3 separate regions of the Mus musculus genome follow, and all the other regions are linked to region 1. The links are chromatin contacts, called in public Micro-C and promoter capture Hi-C maps. All regions are on one chromosome and are shown on one strand. The core of a region is the stretch at or near the end of the contact, and the rest is flanking DNA. Distances in the headings are between cores, read along the strand shown.

Region 1 (3,096 bases), core at 434-2,933:
TTTTTTTTTTTTTTAATGGGAATCTCAAGGGACTAGTGGGTTTTCCTGCTCAGCGATTGGTGGCTTTTTTTTTTCCCACCCCCTTTCCCTGCATCAGGCCCATGGCTAAGGGTGGAAAGTCCTTTCTGGCTGCAGCCAGCTTTTGCTGAAGCGACATCTCTGTGGGACTGCTGGGGGTGGGGTAGGCTGGGGAGGAGATGAGCCACTGTGGACAGCTCCTGTGAGGGCTGCAGGCTGAGATGTCACTGGTGCTGCCACTTTTGACAGCACTTGTGGGACACTTTACTGCAGCAGCCCATAGGCTGGGGTGGAAAGGAGGACCCCGCCACTACTCTGATGGCTTTTGTGGTGCACCGCTCAGGGACTACAGGAGGACTGGGATGGGGCAGGCTAAGGTGGCATCAGCAGCCATTTGAGAGGAAATGAGGTACTTGTAACTAGATAGAGGATCACTTAGCCGTAGAGTCTAATTTTAAGATACTTATTTTCTGTTGTGCAAGGCTGCTTGCCCCAATTCACATGTAGTGAGAACAGCTTTTAGGAGTCAGTTCTACCACCATCTAGTGACCAGGGCTGAAGTCATGGCTGCAAGCCCTTTACTCACTATTCCATCTCGCTGGCCAGTGGAAAGATGGGAAAATTATTCAGCAGCAGAGGGCTGGCCAGGCATGCTCTAGGTCCGGTAACAGCATAGCAACACCTGTGACCTATAGGAAGCTGCAAAACCGGAAGAATTCACTTTTAAAGTATTGCTATTATTATATTATTTTCATGTCTGTCTGTGTACCACATGCATACCTGGTACCTGCAGAGGCCAGAAGAAGACATCGGATCTCTTGGAAATGGAGTTAAAGTTGTAAAGCACCATGTGGGTGCTGGGCTTCAAATCTTGGTCCTCTATAGAACAGCCAGTGCTCTTAATTGCTGAGCCATCACCGCAGCCCTCACAATAAAATATTTTTGAAAAATATGCCGGGAAGTGGTGTCGCACACCTTTAATCCCAGCACTTGGGAGGCAGAGGGAGGTGGATTTCTGAGTTTGAGGCCAACCTAGTCTACAGAGTGAGTTCCAGGACAGCCAGGGCTACAGAGACCCCCCACCAAAAAAAACACAAAAAACAAACCTTAATACACACACACACACACACACACACACACACACACACACACACACACACACACATATATGTAAAATATGTTACAAAACAAAAAACAATCAACAGGTGGTGGTGGAGGCCTACGCCTTAATCTCAGCACTCAGGTGGCAGAGTCAGGCAGATCTCTGAGTTCCCGGCTAGCCTGGAGAGATTTCCAGGACCTTGTCTCGTCAAAACCAAAAAAATAGGACAAATAAAAGTGAAATAAACCATATTTATTAACAAATGGATAATCTAACAAAATTAAACACTGTCAACCCCCATGTTGTCCTGAAGTGAGTCCGGGAGCCCATTTAAGTGAGATATAAAAATATCCGGGGGGGAGGCAAAAGTTACCTGCAAACTCCAACCCAAACAAGCGCCAAGACGAAGTCGCCCTCCAGGCATCCGCGAGCGTCAATCAGAGGCGCTGTAGTGCATCACGTGCCAAGTCGAGTCCCGCCCCACCATGGCAGCCAAATCGGGCGGGGCGACGTTGTCACCGTTCGGCGCTGACGTGTCCCGCGCGTGTCACTCCACGTTCGCGAGCGCCTGCGCATTGCCCCGGAAGCAAGATGGCAGCCCCCAGCGGAGGCTTCTGGACTGCGGTGGTCCTGGCGGCCGCAGCGCTGAAATTGGCCGCCGCTGTGTCCGAGCCCACCACCGTGCCATTTGACGTGAGGCCCGGAGGGGTCGTGCATTCGTTCTCCCAGGACGTAGGACCCGGGGTACGTGCTAAGCCTCCTGCCCGGGAATCGATGCCTATGGACTTCCGATCAGGTGGTCCTGGAGACCGGGTGGAGTGGCAGAGGCAGGGTTACCTGAAGAAGGGACCTGGCTGCCTCGTCTGTCTTCTGTCAGTCACTCCCTACCTGCAAGGCGACTTCCCCTTGCCCATCTCATTGTAGAAAAGGGAATACTGGTTGATAAGAGCAGCGGATCTAGGGGACTGGCTATACAGGTCGCACGTGGGTTACTCACTGAACCCGGACTAGAGCGGGAGCACCCCCCAAGCCTTACACGAGTCCATCACCTCTCCTTTCAGCGAGCCAGCAGTCAGCCTAGCCTCTGCCCGCCCCAGCTTGGCTTCTGGGACAGCGGTGTCCCTAGTGACCATTTCTTGAGACCATTACTATAGTCCTGTGCTTTCTGGCAGGTTTGTGTTGTGGGCAGGAAGCAGTACAAGCTTGTATCTAACAGGAGCCCCGAGTACTGACCTCATAGGTGATGTTCTAGGGATGATTGCTGAAGGCCATTTGACCTTCCTAGGAAATCACAGTGATTTGAGCAAAGTTCTGAGCTCCTGAGAGGAGAGAGATCTGGTGGCCTCTGGAGGGTGTACTGAGGGATGGAACCTAGAGTCTCACATCGGCAGAGCCAGGGTTCTGCCCCGCCCTAGGCAGGGGCTCCACCCCTGAGCCACATCCCTAGCTCCTCATTAGGGGATTCTAGGTGGGACTCCACCCCTGAGTCACCCTCCCAACCCCTCACTGCTGGATTCTGGACAGGCTCAACCCTTGACCTTCTGGGCAGGGGCTGATGTATATCTCAGTCCTTTTTGATCTGTTTTACATCGGGACAGCACCTTGCTAAGTCACCCAGGCTAGCTTATGTCCCAGTTCCCAGTTCTGCGTCAGCCTCCTGGATACCAGAGATGATGTGCATACAGGACCATGCCCAGTATGCTAGGGTCTTGGTTCTGAGTATTGAGATCTTTGCTCTTCAGCCTCCTTTTATTTCTCCTTCTACAGAACAAGTTTACATGTACATTCACCTACGCTTCCCAAGGAGGGACCAACGAGGTAAGTTCCTCAGGGTGTCACACGACTGGTGTCAAGGGAAAGTGGCCAGACTCCCGAGGCTCTAAAGTCCCAGTCCCTTGAGCCTGAAGGACTTCTAGTTGCCTTGGCTTCCGCCTAATGGAATCAGCAGCCCACAGTGCTGATCCCTGACTCTTAGT
Region 2 (3,096 bases), core at 384-2,883, 1.1 Mb before region 1:
AGAGTGGCCTCTAAGAAGGTGAGAGACCTGCGCCTCCAGCCCCTCCCTCGCCCCTCCCCCTCCCATTCTTACTTGACTTCAGGGTCATCTTTGGTAGGTCTCTTGGGAAGATACTTTTTCACCAGGCTCCTAAAGGTTGGGACAGAGGCAGGGAGGCTAAGAACGCGGACCTCCTGCGGTCTCCCCTTGGAGTCCCAGAGCAGCGAGCACCCACCCTCATGCTCACCGGAGTTGCTTAGCATAAGCCTGCTCCACCTCCGCGCGTTCTTTCACGAACTTCACGTATTTGTCCAACAAATCCAGCCCCCACTGCGTGTGGCGTTCCAGCACCTCAAACTGATCCTGATTGCAGGAGCGCGATTGGGGAACGTTAGGGTCACCTGGGTAGGAGGCACCGAAATCCCAGCGACCCGGAACAGCGGAGGTGGGGTGGGGTGGACAATCTCTCGGGGCTTAGCGGTTCCAGCAAGGGCTGGCTGGCTTCCCCAGGCGCCGCCCCGGCGTGGCGCAGGGGAGGCAGGAAGCTGGCGGGAACCCCCATGTCCTCCTCCAGGGAAGGGCCTGGACAACACGGCCAGGGCCCCAAACCAGACAGCAGGGTCTCTCGGAATCGGGGTGGCCAGCAAGGGTGTGGAAGGAGGCTAAACCACGCCAGTTCCCTCACCCCTCCTCTAATCCCCTCCAAATTCCAAAAAATCAAGAGGGCTTGGCACAAAAATCAGGCACAGAAGGGATGAGTTCGTGCAGCTCAAAGTGCGTGGAAGCAGGGTCGGGGGGCCTCTATGGCCAAATTTCCCCACTCGCCAAGATCCCCCGGGATCCTCAGTTGAGTGACTCAGTTTCCCCTGCTTCTGTGATGCCTCCACTATAGTGGCTCACCCCCACTACATCCTAAGATTGCACCGCCTCCAGAAAGAGGAGGGGTCAATAGTCCGACAAGGATTCAGGGAAACTTCTAGGGCTTCCTGGGTGAGGTTAAGAGGCGGGTAAGGGGTGGCTCCGCCCAGCGCCCGGGGCCGAGTCCTATAGCCCCTTCCCCTCCCCCTCAGCGTTCCAATTGTAAGCGGGGAAGGAACCCGGTAAGGCCCCACGTGGGACAGAAGGTGACCAAAGGGTCCCCTCCCCCTCCCAGCCGGACAGGCGGGCGACGGGCAGGGACCCAGGGGCCGTAAGATTAGCCTCCAAGCCAGGCCAGGGCGCTCAAAATAGGTGACCTCACCCAGCTGTCCCCCCTCCCTGGCCTGGTCCAGGGACTTCTTCAGATGGTCTTCCTCTCAACTCTGTGCCTCAGTTTCCCTATGCGGGTCCTGGGCAAAGTATCCCTACGTCCTCGGGGCGTCTTGAAAGTCCCAAAGGAACTTTTGAGTGAGTGCGGAGGGCAGAGGGCGGGGACCCAAGGGATCAGCTGCAAGGGAAAGCGTGGAGTCCGGGCTAAGGTACTTCGGGGACAAAGAGCGGAGAAGCCAGGACCCCAGCAAGGGAGAACCGTGGGAACTGGGGAAAAAGACTCACCCACAACTCGGTACCCCAATCCATGCTGCTCTTGCCGCCCAGGACGCCACCGCCTCCTGCCCGGGTCTCCGCCGCCCTCCACCGGAGACTCAGCCCCAGGGCAGTGTGCCCAACCTCGCCCCGCCCCGCCGCCAGGCCACGCCCACCAGCCTAGATTACAACGCCCCTTCGTGCCTTTCCACGCCTCTACTCTGCCGAGCCCCCAGCGGGGGGCTCTGAGGGCGGAGTCCAGATGATGCCCCGCCCCCCATTAAAGGGCCATGCGCCACCTCAAAGTACGCCTCGATTAATTTTCAAAATTTGTACCCCATATTTCTCTCCTCTGCCATCCCAAACTATTCATCCTTTCCTTTCAACTTCGCATTTTTTTTATAAAGGGTCAAGAGATCAAAACCCCAAATCCAAGCAGTCTTTCCCACGTGTCCCCACTCCATGGCAGGGAAAATCTGTGGTTGGTCATTAGGCTCTTGCGGGGACCTACTCGGCTCCAGAAATCTCCATTTCGTCTCACTAATAGTCTGTTTCCCTCCGGCCACAGAGATGGGATGACTTCGATCTTGCCCAGGATGCACATCCAGCCAAGGCCAGGTCCATTAGCACCCCCCAACACCACCGCATCCTGACTTCTCTTCCTTCCCGCCAGAGTCTCCTCTGAGAAACAGAGGACAGGTTGTCCTTTGGGCACCGTTCTGGGCTAGGCACACACTCACACACACACACACACACACGCATGCACGCACAGCACCGCGCACTTGCACTTGACTACACATTTTCCAGCCTCATTCAGTATGTAAGGCCCAAATCAGAACTGCCTCTAGATTCTGGGACCCTGGGGCTTAGGATTTCGGGTCCTCCCAATCATAAAAGTCCTTTCACGCCTTGTAAACCCCCTTAAGGCTCCCGGATAAAAGGGAAGAGGCCCTGTTGGCTCCCACCCCACTCTCCCTGGCTGTAGGTGCTTTCTCCGCCGCTACGCAAGTGTCAAAACACCATTGTGTTGCAGCTAGAAGAGCAGTCTAGACTTCTGAGGAAAGACGCCCTGGAGCCAGTGCTGGAACTGAGGCTCCAATAGGCCTTGGCCCCACCTGCTGGTGGCTTGTGGGCTAAGCTCTGAGATGTAAAGTGGGGTAGAGGGATGGTGGAGGAGGGTGGAGAAGGACTCAGAGTCCCAGTGACGAAAAAGGTATCACACTACGGTGGGAAGCTTCGCGCCAGGGTCAGCAATCTAATTAAGAGTTGCAAGCTACAACTAGGATCCAGCAGCTGGGACTCTTCCAGATCTGAGGACTCAGTAGGAATTGAGGAGCCTATGTTTCAGTTTGAAGTAGGGAACTCAGCTGCTGCAAGGTTACGCCTAGGGCGGAGTCTTCAGGTAGGACCTACAGCGGCATTCAGCCGAGGATTAGAGATCAGCATAGTGCGAAGAATTTTAGGCTTTTCGGTGGCCCAGCAAAGTTGAAACAAGGTAAGCTCATAGACGCGTACGTTGACTAAGTCTCCACTTCTGGCCGGGAGCAGGGTATCGGGGAAGTGAGGGGTGGGAGAGGAAGTGCGTCCTTGGGAATACTGGGAAATGTAGTTTAT
Region 3 (3,096 bases), core at 173-2,672, 1.0 Mb before region 1:
GATCCAGGGATCCAACATTGTCTTCTGGCCTCTGTAGGCATCAGGCATACACATGATGCACATATATACATACATACATACATACATACATACATACATACATACATACATACATATATACATACATACATACATACATACATACATACATACATACATACATACATACATACAGGCAAAACACTCCAACACATACATATAAATATTTTAAAAAGAAAAGAAATGGTGTCATGTAGCCCAAGCTGGCCTCTAACTTGCTACATAGCAAGGTTGACTTTGAACTCCTGATCCTCTTGCCTCCAGCATCTCGTGCTGGGATTACAGATGTATGCCACCAGAATCAATCCTATGCTACTGAGTATGGAAGCACTTTCCCACTGAGCTGTATTCTAAAGCCACTATTTGTACTTTTGTCTTAAAAAACCAAAAACCAACCAACCAAACAAACAAAAAAAACCAACTAAGCATTGTGAATCATTATCTGCCTACAACCACAAAACCAACACAACTGAAAGAGATAATATAGGGGCAGGACAAGTCCTAGAGGCAGAGACAAGAGCAGGCTTTTCCTCCATGACTCTCAAAGCCCACCAGAGTCATTCAGCCACCCTGAGTGACAGGGTAGGTAAGGTCCACCTCATTCTTTTCCCTAGAAAGCAAGCATGCCCCCCGGAGGGCGAACTTCTAGGCAGCCTTCAAAACCAAAGCTTAACTGTCCCACTGCCAAGAAACCGTCCCAGATCCTCAAAAAACCAGAATTCTTTCCCACTTCAGAAAATGCTCCACAGAGCTGGGACTCTGGGCTGGGACATGCCCTCACCCCTTATCCTCCTCATAGGAAAGACTTGGATTATAAATGCATAAGTAGGGCTTGGGTAATGCCCAGCAACTGAGGAGGTAGAGGTAGGAGTTCAGAACTGTTTAGCACAGTGGTCTCCACCTTCCTGAACCTGCCACCCTTCCATGTTGTGCTGACCTCCAATCATAAAATTATTTCATTGCTACTTCACAACTCTAATTTTGCTACTGTTCTGAATTGTAAGGTAAATACTGATACGCAGGATATATAATGCAATGCCAAATGTGTCTCGACCCACTGATTTAGCAAGACCTTGGGGGTAGGGAGAACCAGCCATCCAGAAGTGCTGGGTTACTGGGACCCAGCTAAGTGTGGGAGGAGGTCACTCTAGACTTCAATGGTCTCTGGTGTAACCAAGTACAACAGGGACCAGCCCAGGTTCAGCATCTGGCCTTGACCCCAAGAAAAGCCTGAGCCAAGCAGGTACTTTCAAGCTCCAGGGTAATGGAAATGTGCCTAGGGTTACTCACCCCAAGGCTTGTTGCCCCAGGTTTGTGAAAAAGCTTAGGAAACTATGTTGCGAAATTTTGGGCAGTCCCTGGTGCAGGAACAGGGAGGGACCAGAGAGGAGAGCCATATAAAGAGCCAGCGGCTACAGCCCCAGCTCGCCTCTGCCCACCCCTGCCCCTTACCCCTTCATTCCTTCCACCTTTTTCCTTCACTATGGGACCAGCTTCAGGGTCCCAGCTACTAGTGCTACTGCTGCTGTTGGCCAGCTCCCCATTAGCTCTGGGGATCCCCATGTAAGTAGTTACCTTTTGGGGGTGCAGTTTCTTATACAATTTAGGAGTCACCTAGGTGAGTCACCTAGGAGTCACCCACTTGGGGGGAGACAGGGATGTTAAGAATTTGTGCTGGGGGCTGGAGGATGGCTCAGTGGGTATGAAGTCTTGCTGCATGGACATAAGGACCTTAACTCAAACTCCCAGCACCCACAGAAAAGCCAGGAGTGGCCTCCAGAGCCTGTAACCCCACACTGTGGGGCTGGAGACCAGATACTGGGGCTTGCTGACTGCCAGCCCAGTGCCAGGTTCAGAGAGAGATGTTGACTCAAGGTGTGGGGAGGGAGGGGCATAGAACAGGACACCGGACATCTTCCTGTGACGTGACATACATACATACATACATACATACATACATACATACATACATACATACATACAAACAGAGAGAAAGAGAGAGAATGTGAGTGTTTGGGTTGTCTTATGTTCATAGAACTCAGGTATTGTAGCATTGGTGTGCCTACTTATGAAGAAGAAGGTCTATAGATTTATGGTGTCTGTGATGTCTTGTGGTTTAGGCAATGGTAAGTTTTAAGATGTGAGGACTGGAGGGTTGTTGGGGTCTATAGCCCTTGTGTGGACTGTCAAAAGCCAAGCTCAGCATTGGGCCTGATTACATGGACCTGTCATCCTGTCCACTCTGGAAGCCCAGGCAGGAAGTGTACACATTCCAGCCAAGCCTGGGCTACAGAGTGAGTTCAGGGCTAGCCTGAACAACTTAGTGAGATGCTGTTTCCAAACAGAAAAGTGAGGAGAGGCTGAGGTATAGCTTAGTGGTAGAGAGAGCACTTTCTCAGTACAAGCAAAGTCCTTATGGCTGGTACCCAGTGCTGAAGCCAGGAAAAGACAGCTTCTAGTGGCTAAGGGAAAGTGGGCTGTGGTTTGGTACCTTCTTGTGTGGGGAGGACGTGGATCCAGGCATCTGCTCCAGCACTGAGAACTAGAACACGCTAGAACTAGGGACTGGGCCAGCCAGAGTGAGGGCTGAAGTCTCAGGCCTTGAGGTGACATCTGCTCCCACACCCCACGGTCAGGTATTCCATCATTACTCCCAATGTCCTACGGCTGGAGAGCGAAGAGACCATCGTACTGGAGGCCCACGATGCTCAGGGTGACATCCCAGTCACAGTCACTGTGCAAGACTTCCTAAAGAGGCAAGTGCTGACCAGTGAGAAGACAGTGTTGACAGGAGCCAGTGGACATCTGAGAAGCGTCTCCATCAAGGTGGGCAAGGAACTGGAACTACAGTCAGCCGTAGCCCCTTCCGGTCCGGCCTGGGTCCCTCAGGCTGCCTCCTATAGCCTCCTCGGAGCTCCTCCCTTCTGAGTCCCTCCCCTCTGACGCCCCTGCCGTCTGGGTCCCTCTCGTTTGATCTCCTCCCCTCTGAGTCCCCTACCCTTTGAGACCCTCTGCTCTGAGCCCCTTCCCTCTGAGATTCCTCCTCTCAGTCCCTCT

What was found. Promoter capture Hi-C pulls out the DNA fragments that hold promoters and counts their contacts. A called contact is a pair of places that touch in the nucleus more often than the background predicts.
Region 2: a Micro-C map of embryonic stem cells shows a contact between it and region 1, with 5 times the contacts expected there. The contact joins the promoter of Trip10 here to the promoter of Mydgf in region 1. A contact is called at or near these places in 1 of 484 Hi-C or Micro-C datasets (embryonic stem cells) and 2 of 115 datasets of contacts at active chromatin or transcription factors (microglia and pancreatic cancer cells).
Region 3: a contact with region 1 is called in a promoter capture Hi-C map of liver. The contact joins the promoter of C3 here to the promoter of Mydgf in region 1. A contact is called at or near these places in 2 of 39 promoter capture datasets (both in liver).

What each region holds. Positions count from the first base shown.
Region 1 is chr17:56,182,507-56,185,602 of GRCm38.p6, reverse strand. Mydgf (myeloid derived growth factor) reads left to right here and starts at 1,683. Exons shown (of 6, transcript NM_080837.2): 1 at 1,683-1,864; 2 at 2,888-2,938. The coding sequence starts at 1,712. It also overlaps a transcript of Tnfaip8l1 not described here.
Region 2 is chr17:57,247,988-57,251,083 of GRCm38.p6, reverse strand. It overlaps Trip10 (thyroid hormone receptor interactor 10), which reads right to left and starts at 1,633. Exons shown (of 15, transcript NM_001242389.1): 1 at 1,513-1,633; 2 at 227-342; 3 at 73-129. The coding sequence starts at 1,536. It also overlaps a transcript of Gpr108 not described here.
Region 3 is chr17:57,226,462-57,229,557 of GRCm38.p6, reverse strand. It overlaps C3 (complement component 3), which reads left to right and starts at 1,422. Exons shown (of 41, transcript NM_009778.3): 1 at 1,422-1,602; 2 at 2,676-2,865. The coding sequence starts at 1,523.